3 separate regions of the Mus musculus genome follow, and regions 2 and 3 are each linked to region 1. Evidence: chromatin contacts called from public Hi-C and promoter capture Hi-C data. All regions are on one chromosome and are shown on one strand. Each heading gives the region's core, a stretch centred on a gene start, on an enhancer-like site or on the middle of the called end of the contact. The rest is flanking DNA. Distances are from core to core; before and after follow the strand shown. Region 1 overlaps Gm31386 (a long non-coding RNA gene). Region 2 overlaps Mideas (mitotic deacetylase associated SANT domain protein). Region 3 holds the start of Acot5 (acyl-CoA thioesterase 5).

Evidence for each region. Promoter capture Hi-C pulls out the DNA fragments that hold promoters and counts their contacts. Hi-C and Micro-C count contacts between places; a contact is called where the count stands out from the background.
Region 2: a contact with region 1 is called in a Hi-C map of CD4 T cells, with 1.7 times the contacts expected there. The contact joins two enhancer-like sites. A contact is called at or near these places in 1 of 484 Hi-C or Micro-C datasets (CD4 T cells), 2 of 115 datasets of contacts at active chromatin or transcription factors (effector CD8 T cells and trophoblast stem cells) and 1 of 9 other capture datasets (adipose tissue).
Region 3: a promoter capture Hi-C map of hematopoietic stem and progenitor cells shows a contact between it and region 1, with 2.9 times the contacts expected there. The contact joins the promoter of Acot5 here to the enhancer-like site in region 1. A contact is called at or near these places in 11 of 39 promoter capture datasets (the 3T3-L1 cell line, 3T3-L1-derived adipocytes, cranial neural crest and 6 more), 5 of 484 Hi-C or Micro-C datasets (all in embryonic stem cells), 11 of 115 datasets of contacts at active chromatin or transcription factors (embryonic stem cells, intestinal villus epithelium and stem cell-derived neural progenitor cells) and 4 of 9 other capture datasets (adipose tissue, embryonic stem cells, liver and 1 more).

Annotation. Positions count from the first base shown.
Region 1 is chr12:83,927,050-83,931,293 of GRCm38.p6, forward strand. Gm31386 (a long non-coding RNA gene) reads left to right here. Exons shown (of 3, transcript XR_381772.3): 2 at 2,240-2,286. Among named protein-coding and RNA genes, the nearest start is that of Gm31386, 7.3 kb to the left of the region's middle. Within about 2 kb of position 2,567, at least 87 of the 459 cell types and tissues checked have an H3K27ac peak or open chromatin away from gene starts, as enhancers often do. A contact at or near this core is called in adipose tissue and hematopoietic stem and progenitor cells, where this site is marked.
Region 2 is chr12:84,167,899-84,172,142 of GRCm38.p6, forward strand. Mideas (mitotic deacetylase associated SANT domain protein) reads right to left here. Exons shown (of 13, transcript NM_001163501.1): 3 at 3,562-3,861. It overlaps Gm40475 (a long non-coding RNA gene), which reads left to right. Exons shown (of 2, transcript XR_872872.3): 2 at 1-1,211. Among named protein-coding and RNA genes, the nearest start is that of Gm40475, 6.9 kb to the left of the region's middle. Within about 2 kb of position 2,288, at least 10 of the 459 cell types and tissues checked have an H3K27ac peak or open chromatin away from gene starts, as enhancers often do.
Region 3 is chr12:84,067,244-84,071,487 of GRCm38.p6, forward strand. It overlaps Acot5 (acyl-CoA thioesterase 5), which reads left to right and starts at 2,082. Exons shown (of 3, transcript NM_145444.3): 1 at 2,082-2,680. The coding sequence starts at 2,224.

The DNA of each region.
Region 1 (4,244 bases), core at 1,317-3,816:
TCCTTTAGTTAGCAATATGCTATTAGGCTCTGCCTACATTTCAGGAGAGAAGCTTACACGGTATATAAACACTAACAGGAGGCTCATTATCAGTAAACATTTTAGAACTATCCTACCTATAGGGCTCATTTAAAAATGAAACAAAATCAGAGAACGTATGCAATTTAGGGCCAGCATATATAATGTAATGTATAATATAACAAATATATAACTATTATTACTATTAATCTTATTACTGAGTGTATATAATGATTGGTTTTCTCTCCTGGCTACTAGAAGGAAACCTTTTATGAGAATAAATAAGATATATCATCTAATCTTGACACATCTTAACTACTTAATAGCCATTAGTTATTATTAACATTATTAATGTGTGATACCTAGTTGTCTCTTCAATCTGTTGGAAGGGAATACTGTCAAGTGGTGACTTCTACAAGATGATCCAACTTCCATATGTTGTGTTCCCTTTTTCAGTGAGTGGCCTACACTTGCCAGAGCGAAATGCTAGGTTTAGGCGTCATAAAATATGTCCAACAAAAGTATAGCCTAGTCTAATTTCCTATATTCCTTCTATTGAGGAGAGTATGATCAAAACCTGCAAGACAGGCTAATCATGAGAGCTCCTTTAATTCAAAGAAACATGTGCGTCTGGCTCCATCCAGGTTCTGTTGAAGGAGGAGTGTGACCGGAAGAATACGCAATGTCTTAGAGGTGTGATCTTTGCCCTCCCAAAAGAAGCTGGTCATTGTGTATTATGTAGAGTCAGTCATCAGCTGAGGATCAGAAAGAGGAAGGTTCATGTCTCAGCAGACACGATAAGGGTACTTCCACACCTGAGCCAAGAGATGAGACCGGATAGCTCATAGTGACTTTACATTTAGAAGATTGTAAGAAGAGAGTCCAGTTTGCAGCGTGATCACTAGGCAGTCAGAGCGATCCATCAGGGCTGGGTTGAGGCTGGCTTCCTTTTGAGGGAGGAAGATATTGGGGCTTGGCCTCTAGCCAGAGAAAGGAGGAACTATAATCAAGGAAACTCCATTATTTTGGCTTTGAGTCATTTCTCAAGGCTCACCCATGACTATTATACAAGAAGTCTTTGGGAGGAGGATAAAATTCCTGAAGTATAAATGGTTTTTAAACTAAGACTTCTGTTCCAGCCTCAGCCTGGTCTACTTAGCAAAAACTGCCTCAAAAATAAACCCAGCAGTACCAGTGATGGCTCAGCCTGTGAGAATGTCACCATACTAGCCTGGGTCCGACTTCAGATCTTACTTAAGGTTGGAAGGACAGATCTGGCTCCTGAACCTTGTTCTCTGACTTTCACATACATGATGATGGCATGTGCTTGCACAACACAAGCATAAATTAAGAAGAAGAAAAAAAACAAAACACCTAGATCAGTGGTTCTTAACCTTCCTCATGCCCTTTAATATAATTCCTTACATTGTGGTGACCCCAACCATAAGATTATTTTGTTGCTACTTCATTACTATAATTTTGCTACTGTTAGGAATCATAAATATCTGGTATGCAGGATATCTGATCTAGAAACCCTGTAGGGGCTGTGACCCAAGGCTGAGAACTTCTGCTGTAGACAGACAAAAGTCCAAGTCTTTGCAATTCATCCTAACTCCTTTCTTCCTGCCAGGATAGCTATTCAAACCTTCTCCCCTTTCCCCTTCCCTCCCCCTTCCCTCTTCATCCCCCTCCCCCTCATCCCCCTCCCACCTTTCCTCCTCTATCATCTACATTTCCCGTGTTAATTCTACTGTGTTATACTATCCACACAAGTAAGCACTTTATATTGGAGCTGGCTCCACATCCAGAGTCATCTCTAGCAACATCTGCTAAGTGTTGTACCTTAAAGCTCAATAAATACTCCCAGATAATGCTATTTTATACCTTTGCCTCAAAATCAAGGCACCTGTGGGGCTAGGAATAGAGCTGGGTCAATAGCTGGCCCACCTAGCATGCACAAAGCTCTGTGTAAACTAGGTGTGGCGGTGCTCTCCTGCAATCTCAGCATTCTGGAGGCTGAAGGGAGAGGATCAGAAGTTCAAGTTCATCTTTATCTGCATATCAAGTTCAAGGCCAGTCTGCTTTTTGTTGAGACCTTGTTTTTGTTTGTTTGTGGGGGGAATCTTTGTTTTTTTAAAGCACACAGGTTTTTCTGAACACCTCTAACCCTGGCTGCTTCTCCCCTTGACACATTCCTAAACATTACTACATTTGTACACAGAGTCAAAGCAGAAGTTGCTGGGAATGGACCTGAAGCTTAAAGGGAAGGTATGTACCAATGTCAAGTTCCTCTTTCCAAAGACTCTTATCTTCCTTTCTAAGTTTCCTCTGTTTGAGACAGAAGAGATTAGTGAGTTTCAATACCTCTTAATATTTTGAGAAGACCTCTGTCTGTCCCTTCAGACTGGCCAATTTTAGAAGGGGAAGAAGACTGACTCCACATGGGGATGCTGAGTTTATTTTTTCAGCTTTTTCCTACCCTCAGTGAGAGCAGCCACGGCTTGCTTTCACCCTCAGGAAGTGTACTCAGTGGTAGGCTTTCTTTCTTTTCCTGTTAGTTTCCTGTGAAAGAACATCATTGTCTTTTATCAGCAAGAGATAAAAAGGATGTTGTCACTCAAATGGAGACGCACAAATCTATTTCCCATCCCCAGACACAGACCATGCCAATAGCTTAGAGAATTGGTTCAGATTTTAGAAATAACAGCAGAGGCTTGCTTTTCTTTCTTCTCTGTGTAAGGTTATATGAGCATGAGGTGTGTGTGCATGTGCACATGTGTGCATGTGCACATGTGTATGGAGCCCAGAGGTTGACGGTGGGTATCTCACCATCCTTTATTATTCTTTAGCATTTCTTAGAAGTATTTTGTCCCACATAAAAACAGAGACACTGAAATTAATAGAGGAGAAAGTGGGGAAAAGCCTCGAAGATATGGGCACAGGAGAAAAAATCCTAAACAGAACAGCAATGGCTTGTGCTGTAAGATCAAGAATTGACAAATGGGACCTCATAAAATTGCAAAGCTTCTGTAAGGCAAAAGACACTGTCAATAAGACAAAAAGGCCACCAACAGATTGGGAAAGGATTTTTACCAATCCTAAGTCTGATAAGGGACTAATATTCAATATATACAAAGAGCTCAAGAAGCTGGACTCCAGAAATTCAAATAACCCCATTAAAAATGGGGTTCAGAGCTAAACAAAGAATTCTCACCTGAGGAATACTGAATGGCTGAGAAGCACCTGAAAAAAATGTTCAACATCCTTAATCATCAGGGAAATGCAAATCAAAACAACCTTAAGATTCCAACTCACACCAGTCAGAATGGCTAAGATCAAAAATTCAGGTGACAGCAGATGCTGGCGAGGATGTGGAGAAAGAGGAACACTCCTCCATTGCTGGTGGGATTGCAAGCTTGTACAACCATTCTGGAAGTCAGTCTGGAGGTTCCTCAGAAAATTGGACATAATACTACCGGAAGATCCAGCAATACCTCTCCTGGACATATACCCAGAAGAAGTTCCAACTGGTAATAAGAACACATGCTCTACTATGTTCATAGCAGCCTTATTTATAATAGTCAGAAGCTGGAAAGAACCCAGATATCCCTCAACAGAAGAATGGATACAGAAAATGTGGTACATTTACACAATGGAGTACTACTCAGCTATTAAAAACAATGAATTTATGAAATTCTTGGACAAATAGATGTATCTGGAGGATATCATCTTTAGTGAGGTAACCCAATCACAAAAGAAGTCATTAGATATGCACTCACTGATAAGTGGATATTAGCCCAGAAACATAGAACTTCCAAGATACAACTTGCAAAACACAAGAAAGTCAAGAAGAGGGAAGACCAATAGGTGGATACTTCATTCCTCCTTATAATAGGGAACAAAATACCCATGAAAGGAGTTACAGAGACAAAGTTTGGAGCTAAGACAAAAGGATAGACTATCCAGAGACTACCCCACCCCTGGGATCCATCCCATAATCAGCCACCAAATCCAGACACTATTGCACATGCCAGCAAGATTTTGCTGAAAGGACCCTGATATAGCTGTCCTGAGTGAGACTATGCCAGTGTCTGGCAAATACAGAAGTGGATGCTCACAGTCATCTATAAGATGGAACACAGAGCCCCCAATGGAGAAGCTAGAAAAAGCACCCAAGGAGCTGAAGGGGTCTGCAACCCTATAGATGGAACAACAATATGAACTAA
Region 2 (4,244 bases), core at 1,038-3,537, 240 kb after region 1:
CTAGTTGGCTCAGTGAGTGAAGGCACTTGCTACCAAGCCTGACAACTTGAATTCAATCCCTGGAACCACACAGCGAGAGGAGAAAACCGACTCACACAAATTGTCCCCCGATACACACCACGGCAGGCACACACTCACACATACACTTCCCAAAAATAAAGCAGATGCTTTTGTTTTGTTTTGAAGAACAAAACCTAAGAAAAAAAAAAAGTAACAGCGGGGCTGGAGACATGGCTCAGTAGTTAAGAGCACTGACTGCTCTTCCAGAGGTCCTGAGTTCAATTCCCAGCAACCACATGGTGGCTCATAACTATCTGTAATGGGATCTGATGCCCTCTTCTGGTGTGTCTGAAGACAGCAATAGTGTACTCATATACATAAAATAAATATATAAATAATTCTTTTTTTAAAAAAAAGTAACAACAACAACAACAACAAAGTAGAGAGGTGGGGGCAGAGAAAGTTATTGTAAAGTCAAAGCCAACCTCAGGCTCATTTTTTCCTTTGGAGACAGGTGCCCTCTATAAAATTCAGGTTGGCCTAAAACTCCAAGACCAGGATGTCCTGAGCTCCGAGATCCACAGCTTGGGAATTAAAGGTGTTCGCCACCAGGCCCAGCTCACAGTCAGACATCTTGCATACACAGTATGATGCTATGATTTGATGTGGTTTGTCCTCCCAGGGTCTACAGAGCAGAGGCCTGGTCCTCAGAGTAGGGTGTTGAATGGCAGAACTTTAAGCCACTGGGGCCGTAGCCAAGTGGGGAGCATGGCCTTTGGAAGACACTGCTGCTGCTGAAGAACTGAGTTAGCTCTCAAGCAAGCAAGCTGTTAAAAAGGACAGACCTGGGCTGGAGAGATGGCTCAGCGGTTAGGAGCACTGATTACTCTTCCAGAGGTCCTGATTCTAATTCCCAGCAACCACACAGTGGCTCACAACCATCTGATGTGTCTGAATAGAGTAACAGTGTACTCACATACATGAAATTAATAAATAAATCTTTTTTTTTTAAAAAAAAAGGACAGGCCTGTGCTTTCTATCTGTCTGTCTCTGTCATGCCATCTGCTATATTATGCAGGAGCCAAGAGGGCCCTTACTAGAGGCTGAAAGTACAAAACCATTTAATCTTGGACTTTTAACATCTAAGACCATAATCTGGATAAACGTCTTTAAAAAAAAAAAAAAAAAAAAACACCAGCTTATTATTTTAATACAGCAACATAATATGAACTAATATACTTGAAATTTAATTTAAAGACAACCTGACTGATACACAAGGAAGTACGATGTGACCTGAAAATTAGGAAATGCCAGTGTGCTAGTGCACACCCATGATCCCGGCATAAAGGAGGCAGAGGCAGGAGGATCTCTGAGAGTTTGAGGCCAGCCCAGTCTATGGAGTTCCAGGACAGCAGGATTGCAAAGTTCCAAGAAACTTTGTTTTGAAACACAAAATAAATAGGAAAGCCTGAACACAAAGTGGTGGGACCTTTAAGTACTGACAGACAACGACTACAGGCCTAAGACCCACGGCACTCAGCAAAGTTATCCTTTATAAAGGAGACCAAAGGAGGCACTTTCCAGAAATCAAAAATCAGTAAAACTCATCATTAGCAGACTCACACCAAAGAAAAGCAAGTTCTTCAAGTAACACATAACCTATCCAAGATAGATATCCAAGAGCTGGACATATGAAACAGGAAATCAGCAAGAAATGGCACGAGTAAATGGGTAGATCCAAGTACACCCGTGTTCTGTTGAGGACAAATATACGAAAATTAAAATACCTGCCAATAATTCTTCAAGCTAGGGATTGGCAGGAAATGGAGTTAAAACCTTCTAGGAACTCTGTTCTGTCCAGGAAGTGGTGAAAGTCCTTACATTATATTTCAGTAAGTCAAAGCTACATACTGTTTAAGTCTCTAGGGGTCTCCTCAAGCAGGGAATTAAACTCTATGCCATAAGCAGTCACTGTGTATACCACAGGAGCTTCTCTTCTAGACATCTAAAGGGTGTTAGCCATGTGATATCCCTCAGGGAACTGAGAAAACTGCAGAAATCCAGGTAAAGTAACCACCAACAGAGAAATAAGTCTATAACTAATGCATTGTATATAACTAACTAATACGTTGTATATAACTAACTAATACATTGTATATAACTAACTAATACATTGTTGCCGGGAGTGACAACCCCAGTCAACTGAAAGCACAAGACACACAGACATACACACACACACACACACACACATACTCGGCAGTACAAACAAGACAGGATGACATCAGCAGAACCTAACAGCAGGTGACAGAGCTCGACCTAGGTGTATCAGGAACTACATGAAGCTGTGCTTTCGTGCTTCCATCTGGGAGGCTACAAAGGCAGGACTCCCAGGCAGACAGCCCAGTGAGGGGCTGCTCCCAAGGGCTGGAGATGGAATGAGGACTGCGAAACCCAAGTTCAGTAAAAACTGGAGATACGAATTCAGTAGCCTATTGGGCAACACCACGGCTTTCATTGCTCCATTAATTTATTTCTCTTAGAATACTGCTAAGTGACCAGATCTTAAATGTTCACACACACACACACACACACACACACACACACACAAATAAGGATAAGAGATAATGACTATGCTAACTACCTTGGTTTAGCAGTTCTACTACATATATCCATACATGTATATATAAAAAACATTGTAGAACATGCATTTAACTAGTTTAATTAGTTAAAAAAAAGAACTGTACGTGGGACAGACAAGGTTACCGGAGCAGGAAATAGCAAAGCGAGATTATTTACTACTTGAAATCGTTCCGAAAGGATACAGAGAAGATGTAGCGGAAGGACAGAAAGACACGTGCTGCTCACAGAACAGATACTACTGATGAAAAGAAACTTCTCTCAGCAAGTCTCACGCTGGGCCAAACGTGCACACCCCTAAAGCATCAAAAAGCAGGGACAGAGTACAGGAAACACCACCGCTTGGCTCAGAACTGAACACACAGGCAAACACTTCTGCACCCCAGAAGCTAGCTCAGGACCTTCCCCAGGAGCCATTATCACCTCCTGACTGGCAACCACAACAGATCCACAAGCTAGACTCTCCTGATGACCACCACCTCAAGTATAAAACTACCTCAGACCCTCTGTGTATTTCTGTACAAGTTTGATTTGGAAAATAAAAAAACAGTATCTCCCTGATATGTGGGAAGATGGCTCAGTGGTTAAGAGCACTGGCTGCTCTTTCAGAGGACGGGGACCCCATTCTCAGCACCCACATGGTGGCTTATACTCTCCATAACCGCAATTCCAAGGGCACCCACCACATGTGTGTGGGAAAGAGTCACAGAATATAAAACTATTTTTAAAATTTTTACCGGGCTGGACATAGTGACACATATTCTTAATCCCAGCACTCAGAAGGTAGAGGCGGATCTCTGTGAGTTCAAGGCCAGCTTGGTCTACACAGTAAGTTCCAGGACAGCCAGAACTACACAGAGACCTTGTCTCAGGAAAACAAAACAAAACAAAACATGAACGAAGGAAAATAGCATCCTCTCATACCTGAGCTGCAGCATCTGTCCCGGGAACTCGGGTGGACCGCCTGCGGGTCACGATGACTGACGGCTTGTGCTCGGTGGGGTACTGCTCAAGACCAGTCCCATCCTCGTCAGCACCTCCGACTTGGGCCACCTCAGTTGGACCCACAGTCCTCACGGGAACAGACACAGGAATGATGAGGGGTACCATCCCACTCTCCTCCCGAGCTCTCTTGGCGGCTAAGGCAGGCTCGGAAAACTCCACGCCACACCTGGAAGTTGTGGCCAACACGCTTTTCCGCTTCTCCTCAGAGCCATTGGCATCCTGGGTAAGAGGGAGATTGGGGAGAGGGGGTGGCAGTGAGGTTCAGGAGTTGAGCCCCTGTTTGCTGACCTAGGAATCCCATTCAGGCCAGCAACTCAACCACTTACTGGTTGGTCTTTGACAGCCTGGCACTTCCTAGGCCATCCCTCTTCCTATACCTTTCAAATCTTCTCCACCCCCTCCCTTCTGCCTGGCTGTGCCACCCTGGCCTGAAGCAGCAGATTCCAGGTGGTCATCAGTCCACAGGTGGCTTGCAGATGTTGCATCTAGCCTATGGGGTGCGGCATGTAACCAAGCATCTCGCTGTGGCAAGATGAAGGAGTGGGGGTGGGGAGCGGTTTGCAGCTATTTTCTCACAGGTATCTGGCTGGAGCAAAGACTCA
Region 3 (4,244 bases), core at 832-3,331, 140 kb after region 1:
TGGGCCAGTGAGGTTGCTTAGGGAAACCCCAAACTTCTGCCAGTTCTTTCAGCACCACCACAGGGAGAAGGACCGAGTTTCTGGAGGTATGTGTTCTCCTACCTGCTCCAGGCAGCTGGCTGTGTGTGTGTGTGTGTGTGTGTGTGTGTGTGTGAGAGAGAGAGAGAGAGAGAGAGAGAGAGAGAGAGAGAGAGACAGACAGACAGACAGACACAGAGAGACAGACAGACACAGAGAGACAGACAGAGAGAGAGAGAGAGATTCCGCAGTCCCACCGGACAGGGGTGGAGTGGGGGGGTTCAATTTCTTCCCCATTCATGTTTATGCCTCTTTCTCTCTACCAGTGAGTTGTATAATTGGAAGACACAAACCCCTCCATTTTTGCAGAAGCCACAGGCCCTTATTAACCTGTTAAACACCATTTTAAGGGAAGAGGGTATTGGGAGCTTATTTCCACCAGACATTATTGGGAGAATTTGTTACAAGTTTTCTATGTGCTTTTTTTTCCCTCACATGTGCTCCAGGAACGACCACTCTGAGACTTAAGTACATTTTCAAATGCTTAGGTCAAAGCTTTGCCTGTTCCCGGACCGGCTCATAACTTAATATTTATTTATTACATTTATTTATTCTTACATTTATTCTAAGCTAAGTCCTGCCACAGGGCTGGTTACCTCTGCACAGCTTTCATCAGCATTCCTGGGGCAAATCCCTCTTCCCACGCCTGTCTCTCCCTCAGAATCCTCTCTCTACCCTAGAACTTCCATCTCCCTATTTCCTGCCTAAGCTAATAGGCCAACAGCATGTTTATTGATGGGCCATTTCTCCATACAGTACAAGAGTCTCTCTCTACAAGGCAGCAACCAGGAGACCTATCTGCCAGTTAACTAAAGGTGACTCAGGTCAGTCACTCAAGGACCCCATGAATCACCTGCTGGTGTACTGTAAAGTCTCTGTGAGACACATCAGGTATTACCTGAAGTGGAAATTTATGGGTTCTTTGGAAAGTCAGTTGTGTCAGATGGTGTTTTGCTAGGGCAAACACATGAAGGGATATTTCACTGACACAGGAGAAAGGACTTTCTGCTTAAGCAAGCACATGAAAGGACACGTGATGAAGGATTCTTTGCTAATGACATGCATGTGTTGGTTCGTCTTATATCGTGTAGCTGAGCTCCATTTGCCATGACTCCAGAGAGAGAAACACACCAAAAACCTTCTGGAGGGGTTATGGCAGCTCCTTGCTGCTTCCTCGACTAGGGCTGATTGGCAGAGTGATGCCAGACTCACGTGCTGAGGCAAGGCCCCTGGAGGACACGTGATGTTTGAAGGGAGTATTAAAAGGACCCAATGGGCAGTGACAAGGGTCGAGCTTGCATAGCTAGCTCTGCAAGGCTTCTTTGTTAATCTTCGCTTCATTAAGAGAGGCAAGTAGAGAACTTTTCCTGGCATCCATGCTGGTCCTGATCCCTCCCGCTGACTCCTGTAGATTTGGAGGAGACCTGGCTGTCTCTGCTAGGTTGTGCCACTGCTGCTGACTCCTGTTTGCTATCCCAACACTACTGAACTGGACTGCTCGGTCTATCTGGGAACTATCTATGAGTGGATTGAGCTGCCTCTGCTGAAATCTGTAAACCGAAGGGCTGACTAATTACAACACAGATGGGAATTGCTCCAAAGAACAATTTCTAAATAGGTTCACTTCCCCCATATCCTAATAACCTTCCTTTTCCACTGATTGGTCCATAAAATTGTCCCTATAATTTTTTTTTTTCCAGATCAGGTCACTGCCCTTGGAGACTCAGGTTATTGCCTTCCTGAGCTCTAGCTCCGCTTGAGTCATGATTTCACCTGGGTGACCTGACTCCTCATGCATTCCGGATCTCGCTTCCTTTCCAGATTGCATGAGTAAGTGACAACCCAAGAAAGAAATGCTCAAAGCCAAGTTTCTCAGGGTTACAAGATCAGAGTAAAACTATTGGTCGGGGACAGTGATCCTTGCAACTCAGTCCTTGTCCCTGTATTTCAACATCACCTAGGAAAACGTAATTACTACTATTGCTTAGCTCCTCGGCATAAAGGTCACTGCATCCCTTAAATTTTGGAGAGTTTCGCACCTCGATTGCCAACGCAGACAAGTAGGATAAGGGTTCATGGTCACAGCCTCCAGAAGTCGAGAGACACTATTCACCCGACAGTATCCTGATTTTTCACTTTGTCAGGATGGTGCCAACAGTAAGCCTGGAGCCCACGGGCCACAGCTGCTGGGACGAACCGCTGAGCATCGCTGTGCGCGGCTTGGCCCCGGAGCAGCCCGTCACACTGCGCACTGCCCTGCGCGACGAGAAGGGCGCGCTCTTCCGAGCCCACGCGCGCTACCGCGCGGACTCCCACGGCGAGCTGGACCTGGCGCGCACGCCCGCGCTGGGCGGCAGCTTCTCGGGGCTCGAGCCCATGGGGCTGCTCTGGGCCATGGAGCCCGATCGGCCTTTCTGGCGCCTGATCAAGCGCGACGTGCAGACGCCCTTCGTGGTGGAGCTGGAGGTGCTGGACGGACACGAGCCCGACGGCGGGCGGCTGCTGGCGCGGGCGGTGCACGAGCGTCACTTCATGGCTCCCGGGGTGCGGCGCGTGCCCGTGCGCGAGGGCCGGGTGCGCGCCACGCTCTTTCTGCCCCCAGGTGAGCAGCCTTCCCTCCTGTGCTTGTAGCCTGGGATGCTTCAGGGGTGCAGCGCAAGGTCCCCTTCTTTCCTGTCTCCCATACTTTTCAAGGGGCTCCCTGGAAAAGCATTTAGGACTTGGGTTTGTGGCTAGGTGAGTCTTGTCCTGAACGGGAGATCACCGCAGGAGCAGCATCTGACTTTGCTTAGGAAAGTAGAGCATCAGCGCTCCCCCAAGCCCAGAGAACTAGAAACCTGAACTGTGCTAAGACCCATGGGTGGCTGTGCACAGGTTCACATTTGGCATGTGTTGTTCAGGCAACGTGAGCCAGCCCAAGCACCGGGGAACTTTCTAACTTGCAGGACTTTACTGCCACTCAGAGAGTCCAGAATCTGAAAGTGTGGCTGCAGAGTGCCAGGGAGTTTTGTTTCTTAGCTGATTCCTAGGTAACTTTTTCCCAGGGCCAAGTCCACAGTTTTGAGAGGGACTCACAAAGAGCTGTTGTAGGGAATTTGGCCAGTGACATTCGTGACCCTTTGACTGTTGAAAGGCTGATGAAAAGCAGTTTGAAGATCATCCTAGGATACAAGGACGCTCTGTTTCCTAAACATCAGTTAACGCTTAGTGCTGCAAGTTTCCATGGCTCCAATGTTGCTGCAGAAGATGGAAGGGAGGTAGATGGTTCTCTGGCAAACGGCCTTAAAATAGGATAGCTACATATTTATGTGGTAACACGGAAAATTCCACCAGTGGGAAAGGGCCTTCTAAGAGATATCCATGATTTTCAGATTGGTGAGGACTTCTTGATTGTGGTCACCTGGAATGTTGCAGAACCAAAGCCAGATGATCTGGGACTATCCTTAGCCTCTAAAATAGCCACTTATTGCCCACCTGACAACCTTTTAACCATTATGTAAATCTTTGGGGATCGTATAGACCTATAACTTTCATCAATTCAGAGGTTATGTATGTCTGCCCAAATAACACACCTTCTTGATGTTTCCAAACGTGCTTTAAAAGAACTTTGATTTAGGGTGTATTTGAGTGTATATGCCCGAGGCAGCCAGAAAAGAATACTGGATTCCTTGGAGCTAGTGTTACAGGCAATTGTGAGCCCAACATGGGTGCTGGGAAATGAGCTTGGGTCCCTGGAAGGGCAACAAGAGTTGTTAAGTACTTAGCCTTCTAACCTGCCCAGTTTGTGACTGGGGAGAGGAGAAAGTGGGGAGAGTTTTTGTTATGCTTTGATTACTATTTTTATTGCTGTGATAAGACGCCAAGATCAACACAATTTACAGAGGAGTTTACTGGGTATAGAGGGGGCTTGCTTACAGTTCAGAGGTCCAGAAGCATGATAACAGACAGGCAAGCATGGCTCCACCAATCAAAATGTAGGAATCTATGAAGGCCTCTTGTTTGTTTTTGTTGTTAGAGACAGGATTTATCTGGGTAGGCCTAGCTAAACTGAACCAGGCTGACCTTGAACTGGCCAGAGATCTGCCCGTCTCTGCTTCCCAAGCGCTGGGATTAAAGTCCTGCTCATTGTGCCACCACCCTCTCCATTTTGATTCCATTTGAATGCA